2 separate regions of the Zea mays genome follow, and region 2 is linked to region 1. The links are chromatin contacts, called in public Hi-C maps. All regions are on one chromosome and are shown on one strand. Each heading gives the region's core, a stretch centred on a gene start, on an enhancer-like site or on the middle of the called end of the contact. The rest is flanking DNA. Distances are from core to core; before and after follow the strand shown. Region 1 holds the start of LOC100192857. Region 2 overlaps LOC109939201 (a long non-coding RNA gene).

Region 1 (6,160 bases), core at 1,126-3,625:
TACAAAACAAGGAGCTCCATGCTCTTCTGAGAGTCCACTCTTCTCCAATAGCTCAGCTGATTCTTTGAATACTTTTTTGGGCTCCTGATCACCTGTGCTGACATCTTCGAGCTTTCTCTTCTTATGGTTGTGCTTTGAATGTTTGGACGTCTCACCCAGTTGGGGAGCTTTCTTGTCACTCCTTTTATCTTTCTTCTTGTGAGCCCTTTCCCTTTCTTTCTGAAGCTTCAGCCACCAGAGCAATCGTCAATTCTGATTTAGAACAGACGACGGGATGCAATGCAGTATTTTTGCAATATATGAATTTTGATATTTACAAGGACACAAGAAATGGTTGTAGCATTTGCACAGTTCAGACAGTGATGCTTCACAAAGATTGTTCAATTATCATTGACTTATAATTACACAGTTAGCCAAAGAATTGCATTCAGTTTACAATCATGTTGAACACATTACTTTCTTGACAACAGTTAAGACCTGCAACACTGCACACTCTAGAACAAAAACTTTCAATGAACACAAAAGGTGTCAGTTGCTATTGCTATACACGGCCAAAATAATCCTGAACTCCTTTGCCAACAGAATAGTGGCACAAATTACATCAGACCAGAAAAAAAAAAGAAACATAAATGCAGTACCGACCCACAGGAGCACAGTAGCAAAGAAGGAACCCTAAAACAGTAAAACAAGATATGTAATTCCCATTCAAACTAATTTGTCTTTCCAACAACACAAAAGGGCGTCAAATACTAATGCTACCCCGTGCTAAGGAACACAAAAAGAACAGCACAACATGGCAACCGATCCTTTTACCAAAATATGATATTGTATAAAAATTAATTTAAAATTCAACTAAGAATTGACATACACACACTTAGGGATGAAAGTGGATATCCAAATTGTTTAGACAAATTTAATATTTTAAAATAGATATGTATGAAATTTCATGATGATCTTTTCTTATGTTATCAAACACATAATTATAATTAGAATAAAATTTGTATAAATTGTTTTATGCATTTTTCGCTCCTTACAGCAAAAAAGATGAAAAGAAAATATCTGATTCCATATTTTTATATGTATCCGAATTTCATACCTATCATTTGAGAAAATATATGATACAAATAAGATTTACCTTTTATTAATCTTTACAGGCTCAATGGCAAAAACAAAAAATACAAATTTGCATAGAAGATTATATATCTTATTTATTCGCAATCAAAGAAAAATAAATAAATATCCAAATAAGTATCCATTTTCATCCCCCACTATTTACACAGAAAATTTTGTGCAACATCTAATTAAACAGTCACAAAAGCACCCATGCGTCATATTCTAACCATGCAAATTTGGCCATAACAGATCCCTCCAGCTCACGCCGATGTAATGCTAGGGCGGCTAAATGTGAGATACAACAGTGTCGAATCAAATTTCTTGTCCTAGCATTCTTTCAATGTTCCTGATAATCATGCAACCAGTATTCAAAAATCGGTCTTAATCAATCTCTAATAGGTGCCATCCAACTTAAATTTTTAAATCGATCTGAATGGCATCGAGTAGCTAAGCTACACAGGTCCAGAATTCGAAAATCGGACTTAATTAATCTGGACTAGCGGTCATCCAGCTTAAAATTTTAAATCGATCTGAATGTCATCGTGTAGCTAAGCTACACAGGACGAATATTCGAAAATCGGACTCAATAAATCTCGACTAGCGGCCATCCAACTTAAAATTTTAAATCGATCTGAATGAGATCGAGTAGCTAAGCTACACAGAATTCAGACACTTCCCTCTGACTCCGGGCTCCGACTCAGGGCTTGTTCGGTTATTTTCAATCCATATGGATTGGAGGGGATTGATACGGATTGTGAGAGATTTTGACTTAATAGAGATTAAAACCTCCACAATCCATATGGATTGGGGTAGAACCGAACAAGCAGGTTAGCTTTCCCAGCACGTGCGATACCCAAATCACACACGCACAACCCACAGATCCTAGCAGCAACAACCAGGAAGAACAAACGATCCGGTGTGCGTGTGTAAATCCGAAGGTTCAACAAACCTTAGCGGTCGACTCCGCCTCGGCCACGGCCACTGGGTTTCCCAAGTACACAGGCGGCGGGTAGGGGAAGCACCTCGACATGACCGACGGTCGACCGCGCTCTACCCCTTCGAGAGATCACAAGGATTGGCGGCTTTGCCGGCCTAATCAATCGCGAAGCACCCGAAATCGATCAAATCAACCGAATCGCTCGGAATCGATCGATTCGCGGCAAGGAAACCACCGGAAATTTTCGGGCGTGGCGGGATTTGGTTTTGGCGCGGCGGCTAGGGTTTCGCTACGGGGAAGGGGGAAATTTTCCGGGGCCGCGGTGGGAGAAGGAAACTAAAAGGCTTCCTAGGTAAGGGATAGACCGCTATTTAAAGCCGGGCGAGAGGAGGCCGACTAGTGAGGGGAACTAGCGGGTCCGTATCCGTTTTTCCGGGACGGAGTCCCTGACAGCATGGCACAGGTCGGTGGTGGGACGTTATGTCAGTGGTACAGATCTATGTGCGTGCGCTGCACCTCCGCGTCACGGGTTGAGCTAGGTTAGGAGCGTGTGGGTCCCGCTTGCAGGAACCGGCCGGGGCCCGGGGGCAGGGGCGCACGAAACGTGAATCTGGGCCCACTGCGCTGAACCGACCTAGGCCATGTTTGTTTCGGCTTCTGGCAGCTTCTGGCCACCAAAAGCTGCTGCGGACTGCCAAACGCTCAGCTTTTCAGCCAGCTTCTACAAAATTCGTTGGGGGCAAAAACCATCCAAAATCAACATAAACACATAATCGGTTGAGTCGTTGTAATAGTAGGAATCCGTCACTTTCTAGATCATGCGCCTTATGAACAACTTTATCTTCCTCCACAGGTAATCGTAATGATACCCAGATTCTCCCTACAGCCAGATTCTCCCCACAGCCAGATTTTCAGAAAAGCTAGTCAGAAAAAAGCTGAACCAAACAGGCCCCTAGAACCGTCGCCAACCCGCAATCACGGATCAGCACACGTGGGTGGTGAGGATTAGAGATGGCAATGGGTACCCGCGACCCGATACCCGATGGGTATTTACTCCATTAGGGTATGTATATGGGCTAAATATTCTACCCGTGGGTATGTTATTGGGCAAAAATCTTTACCCAATGGGTAAACGGGTATTAGAACGTTCCGCCTTCACCCATACCCGTTAACCCGTGGGTTTAAAATACCCAATATAAACTTATCCGAAGCATGAACTTGGACTTTAGTCATCCAACTTTTTTACTATTTAACAACAATTTAATGACCATGTAATGGAACATGTAATGTGCTATGTAGTACTATCATAGTGTTACTAGTTTATCCAATTATCTTTGGTGTGTTGAATGGATGGTTAAATGATGCTAGAAAATTTTGTAATGGTATTTATATGGATATACTTGCCATTTGTATAATATAATTTTTTGATAGTTGTTTAATTTTCGTGGGTACGGGTGACCCGATGGGTGACCCATACCCACATGGGTATGGGTATGGGGGTAAATCCATACCCGCCAGTGTATATGGGTGACCCGATGGGGTTATTTTTGTGTCGTGGGTATGGGTATGGGGTAGTAATACCCGGTGGGTATTTACCCATTGCCATCTCTAGTGAGGATCTGCGGTGCCGAACGAATCGCGATTCGCTAGGCGGCTAGTCGCACGCAAGTGGTACAGAAGAATTTATCATGTGCGCGAGACCAAGAGCTAAAAATTACAGGGCCTGTTCTCCAACGACTCAAATATCACGCAGACTAATTTGAAACCCTCACTTAAAAATTTACTCTATAGTGTTGGAATATGTGCCCATACCTTAACCAGGGATGGGGAGTAGTATTAATAGAGAAGTAACTGGGCCAGGCCCATTACAGTGAGGGGTGAGACGGTAATTACAACCCAAACCCTAGACTCCTAGACGGGTAGTCTAACACCCCCCCGCAGTCACAACTCTATCATGTACAGATGTTGAGACTGGATCGAAAGTCTAGAAATACGCTCGACGGCAGTCCCTTGGTGAAGATGTCGGCGAACTGCAGCGTGGTGGGGACGCTGAGAACCCGAACGTCACCGGCAGCGACACGCTCGCGGACGAAGTGAAGGTCGATCTCTACGTGCTTCGTGCGCTGATGCTGCACGGGGTTGGTGGAGAGGTAGACCGCACTGACGTTGTCGCAGTAGACGAGTGTGGCGCGCTGAAGAGGACTGTGGAGCTCGTGGAGGAGCTGGCGCAGCCAGGAGGCCTCGGCCACACCGTTGGCCACGGCGTGGTACTCGGCCTCAGCGCTGGAGCGAGAGACGACGGGCTGCCTCTTGGCGGCCCAAGAGACGAGGTTGGCGCCCAGGAACACGGCGTAGCCGGAGGTGGACCGGCGCGTGTCGGGACAGCCAGCCCAGTCAGCGTCGGTGTAGACCACGAGCTCCGACGTCGGGGATGGGCGGAGTAGGAGGCCGTAGTCGAGGGAGCCGCGGAGGTAGCGAAGAATCCGCTTGAGCGCAGTGAGATGGGGCTCCCGCGGAGTGTGCATGTGCAGGCACACCTGCTGGACAGCGTAAGCGATGTCGGGCCTGGAGAACGTGAGGTACTGGAGCGCGCCAGTGAATCTCCGGTAGGACGTCGCGTCGGCGACCGGAGGCCCGTCGTCCTCAGAGAGCTTCGCCTGAGTGTCGACAGGCGTGGAGCAGGGCTTGCAGTCAGACATGCCAGCCCGCTCCAGGATGTCCACTCCGGGGCGCTGGGTGAAGCCCCGAAGGATCCACCGGGCCTTGTAGCGGTCGAGGGAGCCGTCCGAGGTCAGCTTGTGGCGAAATAGCCACTTGCCGGTGACCACGTTGGTGCCTGGTGGACGCGGCACCAGGTCCCAGGTGTGGTTGGCCAAGAGGGCCGCGTACTCCTCCTCCATAGCACGACGCCAATGTGGGTCGGTGAGGGCAGTGCGAACGGAGGAGGGTACCGGGGAAGCGTCGGGTGGAGTGCTAGTCGTAGCAGCTGCCAGGATAAGTCGGTCGACGGGGCGGAGAACGCCAGCAGCGCGCCGAGTCACCATCGGGTGGACGTGCCTGGGGTCGCGGTGGATGACGACCGGGTGGTATACAGACGACTCGGAGTGAACCGCCGGGACGTCGGGAGCGGCTGGTGGGGCCGGCTCACGGCGGTGATAGACGACGGCGGGGTCGGCGAATCGGGCCGCGCTCGTGGACGGGCTCGAGTCGGGGGGCGCCGAGGTGGTGGCGTGGCCGCGGCGATGGTAGACGAGGGCGGGGTTGGCGAATCGAGCTGGAGTCGACGGGGCCGCGCGTGGCGCAGGCAGGATCGACGGGGCCACGCGTGGCGCAGGCGAGGTCGGCGGGGCCGCGCGTGGCGCAGGCAGGATCGACGGGGCCGCGTGTGGTGTAGGCGGGGTCGACGGGGCCGCGCGTGGCGCAGGCGGGGTCGACGGGGCCGCGCGTGGCGCGGAAGAGGTCTTGGGGGCCGCACGAGGAGCAGGTAACGGCGCAAGACGGGGAGCCGGAGGTGGGGGAGGAATCGAATCGGACTCGAGGAGGAAGTCAAGGTCGGTGGGTGGGGTGGAGCCAGCAAGGGGAAACACATCTTCGTCAAAGATGACATGACGAGAGATGATGATGCGGTGGGAGGTGAGGTCCAGACACCGGTACCCCTTATGGTCAGGGGAGTAGCCAAGGAATAGACAGCGGGTGGAGCGAGGAGAAAGCTTATGTGGAGCGGTAGCGGAAGTGTTAGGATAGCAGGCACAACCGAACACGCGAAGGTGGTCATAGGAAGGGGGTGTGCCGTATAGGGCGAAGTGAGGGGTAGGGTGGCGAACCGCCTTCGAGGGAAGACGGTTTAGGAGGTGGGTGGCAGTGTGCAGGGCCTCTGCCCAGTAGCTGGCAGGGAGAGACGCCTGGAAGAGGAGGCAGCGGAGCATATTAGTGGTGGTGCGGATCATGCGTTCGGCTCGGCCGTTTTGTGCAGAAGTGTAGGGGCATGAGAGACGCAACTGGACGCCATGAGTGAGGAAGAAAGAGCGAGAGGCGTTGTTATCGAACTCGCGGCCATTGTCACACTGCAGAGCACGGACCGGGCGACGAAACTGAGTGGATACCCAGGTG
Region 2 (6,160 bases), core at 1,274-3,773, 120 kb before region 1:
ATATAGTGGTAGAGTGGGCAAATAAATATATCCATATTTTTTTCCAGAATTTTGTGACTTTCGTTAGTTGGTTTGCACGGAGTTTGCATACGTTGCCGCTAAACAGACTGTAAGGAAAACTATACTTTCTTTCTATTTTAGTGAACTGTAGTAGCCGCACCTCAATTCTTTTATTATTGCACAATTGCATTGCAATATTACTATTTTAAAGAACAAATAAATGAAGGAACAGAATCATACACATCTTCACCGTAAATTTATGGCAAAATCGAAGGAACAACATATAAAGCAGGGATCCAATATTAGTTTGTAAATTTATGGCTACTAAATATCTAAGGGATAAGGGCCTGTAAGACCCTGGATGCGTCCTCGATAGACTCTAACATAATACATGACCCAACAAATTAAAAGATGGTGACGCAGCACTGTGTCAGTTTTTGGACACTAACGTGTTTCGATGATATTCGTTGATTGTGAAGGAATTTTGAAGTGAGACTAGTTAAGTTTCCTTAGCCTTCTATGCATATAAAGAAGGTCGAAAACAGAAATAGATGTCGAAGCTAAGTTGAGCTTGGACTTCCTCGTGTTGTAGACGTTCCAGTTGAATCGTTGATCCTATTCGACTCTTTGGTCATTTTCAAGTATTCTTGATTCACTCTAAGGTTCCTAATTAACAAAAAAAAATGTGCTCACCAGTTATAAGTTTACAAAATAATTGACTAGAAAAGAACACACATGGAGATTCAGTTGACGTGTTGGCACTCTTGTAACTGATCTTACAATGTATCAAAGAAGTAATATTCTCATCACAAATACTGTGAACCAATCACGCTATTCGCTTCCAAAGATGCCCACAGTAATGTTACGAGATTTCGTCAACTGGCTTCGTAAGCAGTTCTCTAATAATAACAAAACATCTCAGGGATGGAAACTAGCACTAGTAGGAGTAAAAACCATAGAAATCTTCTAGTATCTGTTTCAGAAATCCAAGGCATACACTCCTGTTCTCTGTCTATTTTATGTGCCTATTTCATTCTGAAGATTCTCGTGTGCTCATTTAAATTTTGAGGTTTTTCATGATTGCCAATTAGTTTATTTAAGGCTCCGAGTTCATGCCTGTCAAAATCATGCTACCTTACCAACGTAGCTTAATTTTGCATTCCTTGATTAGGTACAAAAAAATGGGCACAACAGATGTTTGTAATGCTTTGCGTGTTTAGACTTTAGAAAACTTACTAGCAAGTAAGCAATCATATGATATTGCCACAGATCATTGAACGAATAAGTACGGAGGCACGGAGCGTTCCTATTATTGAAGTAAAATTTGGCACCTACATCTTCACCCGCAAATGAAATTATGAGATCAAGACACCCTTTATCTAAAAATATTAGGGAATGAATGGAGCATGGTACTGCCTTGTCAGCTCCCACTTGTCCTTGTTCTATGTAGCAACCACTTAATAACGCTATACTAGGATCTTTTATAGCTGGCTGCCTGGTTTTATCCGCTTCTTTAGTGCATCATATCCTTTCCATCATCCAGCAACTTTCCAAACCTACTTTTCACTCGATGTATATATACTCGAGCACTAACATAACAACTGTGAGCGCAACAACGCCAACAGATGATGCGCTGCGCGTTATAATTGGGATTCATACAGTTAGTATTATTAGGAAAAGAAAAAATCGAACCCCCTAACCTGATGTCCCTATCAAATTGATGATCCTGGTTGAAGCTGAACGCTGGAACGCCATCCAGATTTTATTATTGTCCAGAGAAATCAAGTGGTTGTTTTGTGCGCTTGTCAATCATTTCTGACATCACTTCCTGTTGATGAAACCAGTGGAAGAAATCAGCAAGGCGATAAATAATAGCTACTACTCCTGTATAATGACAGAACAGCGACAGGAATCGACGTATTCTGATTTGACCTGTCACGCTACTACGAACGAATCAGCGGTGCCTTTCACTGGCGTATTTGTTGTCGTTTCATTACAACTTGCACTACTATTGGGTCAAATCTTAGTATCTGACGGCAGATTTTAGTGTGAGCTCATCTGCTACGCACTGATGCGGCATTGAGACGCAGGGAAAGAGATCCTCCCGTGTTGCTGCCGGAATTCAGGCTCGAAGCATGTTTATTGCCGTGCAATTCAAGTACTAATTATTCCGTCCGTCGTCACAAGGAGTTGTAGTCAGTTCAGAGTCCAGACACGTTTAGGAGGCAGAGGCACTTCACAGTATGGTTCTCCACCATCTGATCTCTTGATACCACAACAGAATGAAAGCGAAGCGGCCACATAAGGAAAAAAGACCTCATGGACCAGCGGTGCGCGCGCGGACGTTTCTATCGGTAAGAAAGGCTTAAGAATTGCATCAGAAGCAATGCTCCGTGCCTTTGTGTAACGACGACCTACCAGCCAGGTTGGGTGAGATCAGGCAGATCAGACGGAGGGCGCGTCAGGCCGTCCCGTCGCTGCCCATGGGCGTGAGGCATCCATCCGTTGCGACGCAGCACTCGTGGCGCACGCGATGTGCCACCCGATACAATAATTGGCGGCCTGCCTGCCTAAACATTAGGTGGCGGGCGTGCAGGTGCGCCGTCCTGTTTTTTTTTTTCTCCCTCACTCCGGCCATCGTTTTCTCGACGGACTTTTTCCAGCCCCCTTTCCCCCCGCCCCGGTAACGACCAGACCAAACCGCCTGCGCCTGTCATGTATTGTGATTATTGGAGAGGAGAGCAAAAGTGACAAGACAATCCGATATTAATTACTCTACGTGCCCTAAATACAATGGCCGGCCCGCGTCGCTATATGGGCTGTGGAGGAAGAAGCTACGGCGAGCTTGTGAGACATGCTCTGCATGCTTTCTGCTACTCACATCGCCATTGCCCATGCCCGGACCGGACGAAGTGGTGATGGTCTGACATAAAACAGCCGGAATCTTGCATTCTCTCGTCCCATTCTTGCGAACGACCGATTCAACCGTATTTTATGGCGTTTTCAGTCGGTGGGTGCAAGGATCATAACTCCTGATGCTGATCGGACTGAATCAAGGATCATGCTGGAGACAGCACAAAATCTGAAATGGACTCTACGAACAGCCGGTATATATATACTCTGTATACTCTTTCTTCGTCCTAAAAAAATATAAAATATCGTGTTAGGTCTCTAACCAAATATCTATAAAACCGTCGTTTAGATGTTTTCTCGGATTAATACAGTTAAAAGCCAAGGGATAAGAAAAGCCTCAAAGACAAAGTAAAGAAGACGCCTTCATGCGAGCTCTAAAGCCGAAGATGGCGAGGATCCCAAGGAAGCAGAATTAAACCTTAGAAGCTTTCCATATCGTCTTCTAGCGAAGGAGGCCCAAGGTGGACTCCAACAAGGGAAGTTCTACATGATACGACGTAGATATAAAAAGACCAAATTGTACTTAATTAATTGAGAAGTGTTATTGTGTAGTATGGCTGGCAGAGCGGTAGTTTCATCCCAAGTTGTATACCGGCCCGGTCTTATAAATAGATGGACAATATTATTGTTGTAACACCCAAAAATCCTATTTTTGGGATCTATAGAAAATTCATCTCGAGAACTAAATAAAAGTGTTTTCTAAGAGAAGATGGAATAAAATAATCATCATAAGACTTGAATTACTCTTTGAATAAACTATATAATTAGAAATACTTATAAAGAAATATATACGACTTAAAGTAATTCTTTACATTGGACATTGATTTTCATAAAGTAAAATGAATATTTATTTGAATTAAACTTTTAACTTTCGTCTCACATTCAAACTTATTTGTGTGTATTTCATATACGAAACACTTGCCTAAATAAAGCAAGAAAATAATTAGTGTAAAAAGTATATCTATAAATATATTGCATCATGCTGGATATTTTGGTTGTTGTGTTTTAGTTTAAATCTAAAATATGAATCTTGCTTGAATTTGGAATTTGAAAATATGAATGAAAGAGCAAATAAAATGGAAAAAAGAAAAGGCAAAACCACCCCGTGGGCCGAATTGCCCCAGGCCCAACTTACTCTCACCCACATAGGCCCACTCTGTCCCCTTTCCTTTTTCTGATGGCACTTACATGTGGTACTCGCTAGTCAACTGGACGCGCGCGCAGACATATTCGTGCGTTCGGCTCACTTGCATGCCATTGACCACTCGTGGGTAAAAGGTATAACCTCTGTAAAGTGTAAAACTAGTGTATCAATCATGCTCACAGTCATGAGCGGCTCATGACTCTCACATGATTAAATGATAGAACTAAACTTAAACGTGACATGAATTGCATTGTGAGATTTATTCATCTATTTTGATCAAGTATTTAACTAGGTTGGTATATACTTATACTTAGTAATTGCTAATTAAATTTTGACTAACTCTTTAAAAGTAATGCTCAACCTTAATCATTCTCTTTGGTAAGCCTTACACTACACTTTTCTCCACATTTGTTGAGCGACGATCGTATGGGAGCTCACCCTCGCTATAATCACACCAGGCGAAGAGCAGGTACCACCAGAGGAGGACTACTACTACGAGTTCGATGAGATCTAGGCGTCATCTCCTAGTCAACTATGGCACCATGGAGATAGTTATCTTAGTTTGAGTTATTTATTATCAGTTATTTTGTAAGACATTCTCGTTATATAATAAAGATTATGACATTTATCTCTATATAATGAGTCATTGTATGTGTGGATCTCGCTTTGGCGCACATATGAGATGCACCCGAATTTGTCCTTAATTTTGGGTGTGACAATTGCTACATGGATCGATCATTTTGTAACCTTGTGCTCGTAACAACTTCTCTGGAGAGAGCCTTCGAAGGTGTAACAAGAACAAAGCTTTGCTATTGGCATATTCTCTTGTCTAATATGTTATGTATTTTCTATGTTGCAAAAGAGGACATGCTTTATCTATTGAAGTGTTAAGTGGACGTATATCTTCAACCATTAGTATATATGTATATATACTTGTGCGCACAATTGGTTAATTATATCTATTTAGAATTGTAAAGCTTCATATACTTTTCTTGTCCTTCTCCCTAGTAGAACCTTCGGGGGAGAGAAGGATATAACTTAATCATGTTATCTTGTTGTGTTTCTTTCTAGAATATTGATAGGTCCACACATTTGGCGTCCACGTTCGGTGAACTTACCAATGACCACCATCATGTCTCCATGAATGGAGAAAGACAAAGTTGTTAGCATAACTAACTACGCTAACCACCTAGAAGGGCAAGATTGCAATGAAGGCGAAAATAAAAGTTGCCAATCGAAGGCAGGAAAAGTGAAAGGTGGACATTGCAGCTAAACATGACTATGTTGATGAAGAAATATAGGGCCTCGATGTAATCCAAAGGCAAATCAAATCCAAAGGTAGAAGCTGCTTTGAGCTATTCAGCTACAAAGGAAAATACGTAAGGCCTCTAAAGAGCTTCATTATTTGATAAAGAAGGAAGATTAACAACCTGAAGAAAGATAAAACACCATGCACCCTCCTCCCAAAAGAGCAAAGTTATGCTACCTTCATCTATGATAACACATCTTCACTCACAAGTGATCTGCAAGCGGTCCCATGGCCAGCTTCATGAAAGCCACAATAGCTTCCCACTTATGATGGCCAATCCAATCCGAAGCAATTCCTATAGAGTTACGAAGCAACCATAGCCTCCTTCGGTAGGAACACAATGATAATAGCCAAATCATTCATCATGTTTGTAAGAGGCATCACATAGACCTAATGCTCATTGCTTCATCTGAGGTCAATCAAAACATGGGAGCAGCTCAAAAGTCAACTCCTCACAAGTTTCTAAGGTATTAAGTCAAGCTAGTCATGGCATAATCACTATTTCAGTGTACCCATGAAGCAAACAACCTCTACAAAGGTATACCTGTCGGGGACCGTAATTAGGGGTACCCCCAAGGCTCCTAATCTCAGCTGGTAACCCCCATCAGCACAAAGCTGCAAAGGCATGATGGGCGCAATTCCGGTTAAGGCTCCGTCCACTCAAGGGACACGATCTCGCCTCGCCCGAGCCCAGCCTCGGGCAGGAACGGAAGACCAAGGCAGATTCACGCCTCGCCCGAGGGTCTCCCCAAGCAACGGGCGCACCTTCGATTCGCCCGAGGCCCAGCTCGGGC

Evidence for each region. A called contact is a pair of places that touch in the nucleus more often than the background predicts.
Region 2: a contact with region 1 is called in a Hi-C map of leaf, with 6 times the contacts expected there. The contact joins the enhancer-like site here to the promoter of LOC100192857 in region 1. A contact is called at or near these places in 13 of 25 Hi-C or Micro-C datasets (bundle sheath, ear, leaf and 3 more) and 1 of 3 datasets of contacts at active chromatin or transcription factors (seedling).

What each region holds. Positions count from the first base shown.
Region 1 is chr1:32,505,357-32,511,516 of Zm-B73-REFERENCE-NAM-5.0, reverse strand. It overlaps LOC100192857, which reads right to left and starts at 2,375. Exons shown (of 3, transcript NM_001138046.2): 1 at 2,063-2,375; 2 at 1-219. The coding sequence starts at 2,143.
Region 2 is chr1:32,622,079-32,628,238 of Zm-B73-REFERENCE-NAM-5.0, reverse strand. It overlaps LOC109939201 (a long non-coding RNA gene), which reads left to right. Exons shown (of 6, transcript XR_002265657.2): 5 at 3,008-3,107; 6 at 3,203-3,547. Among protein-coding and RNA genes, the nearest start is that of LOC109939201, 12 kb to the left of the region's middle. Within about 2 kb of position 2,523, at least 18 of the 20 cell types and tissues checked have an H3K27ac peak or open chromatin away from gene starts, as enhancers often do. A contact at or near this core is called in bundle sheath, ear, leaf and 4 more, where this site is marked.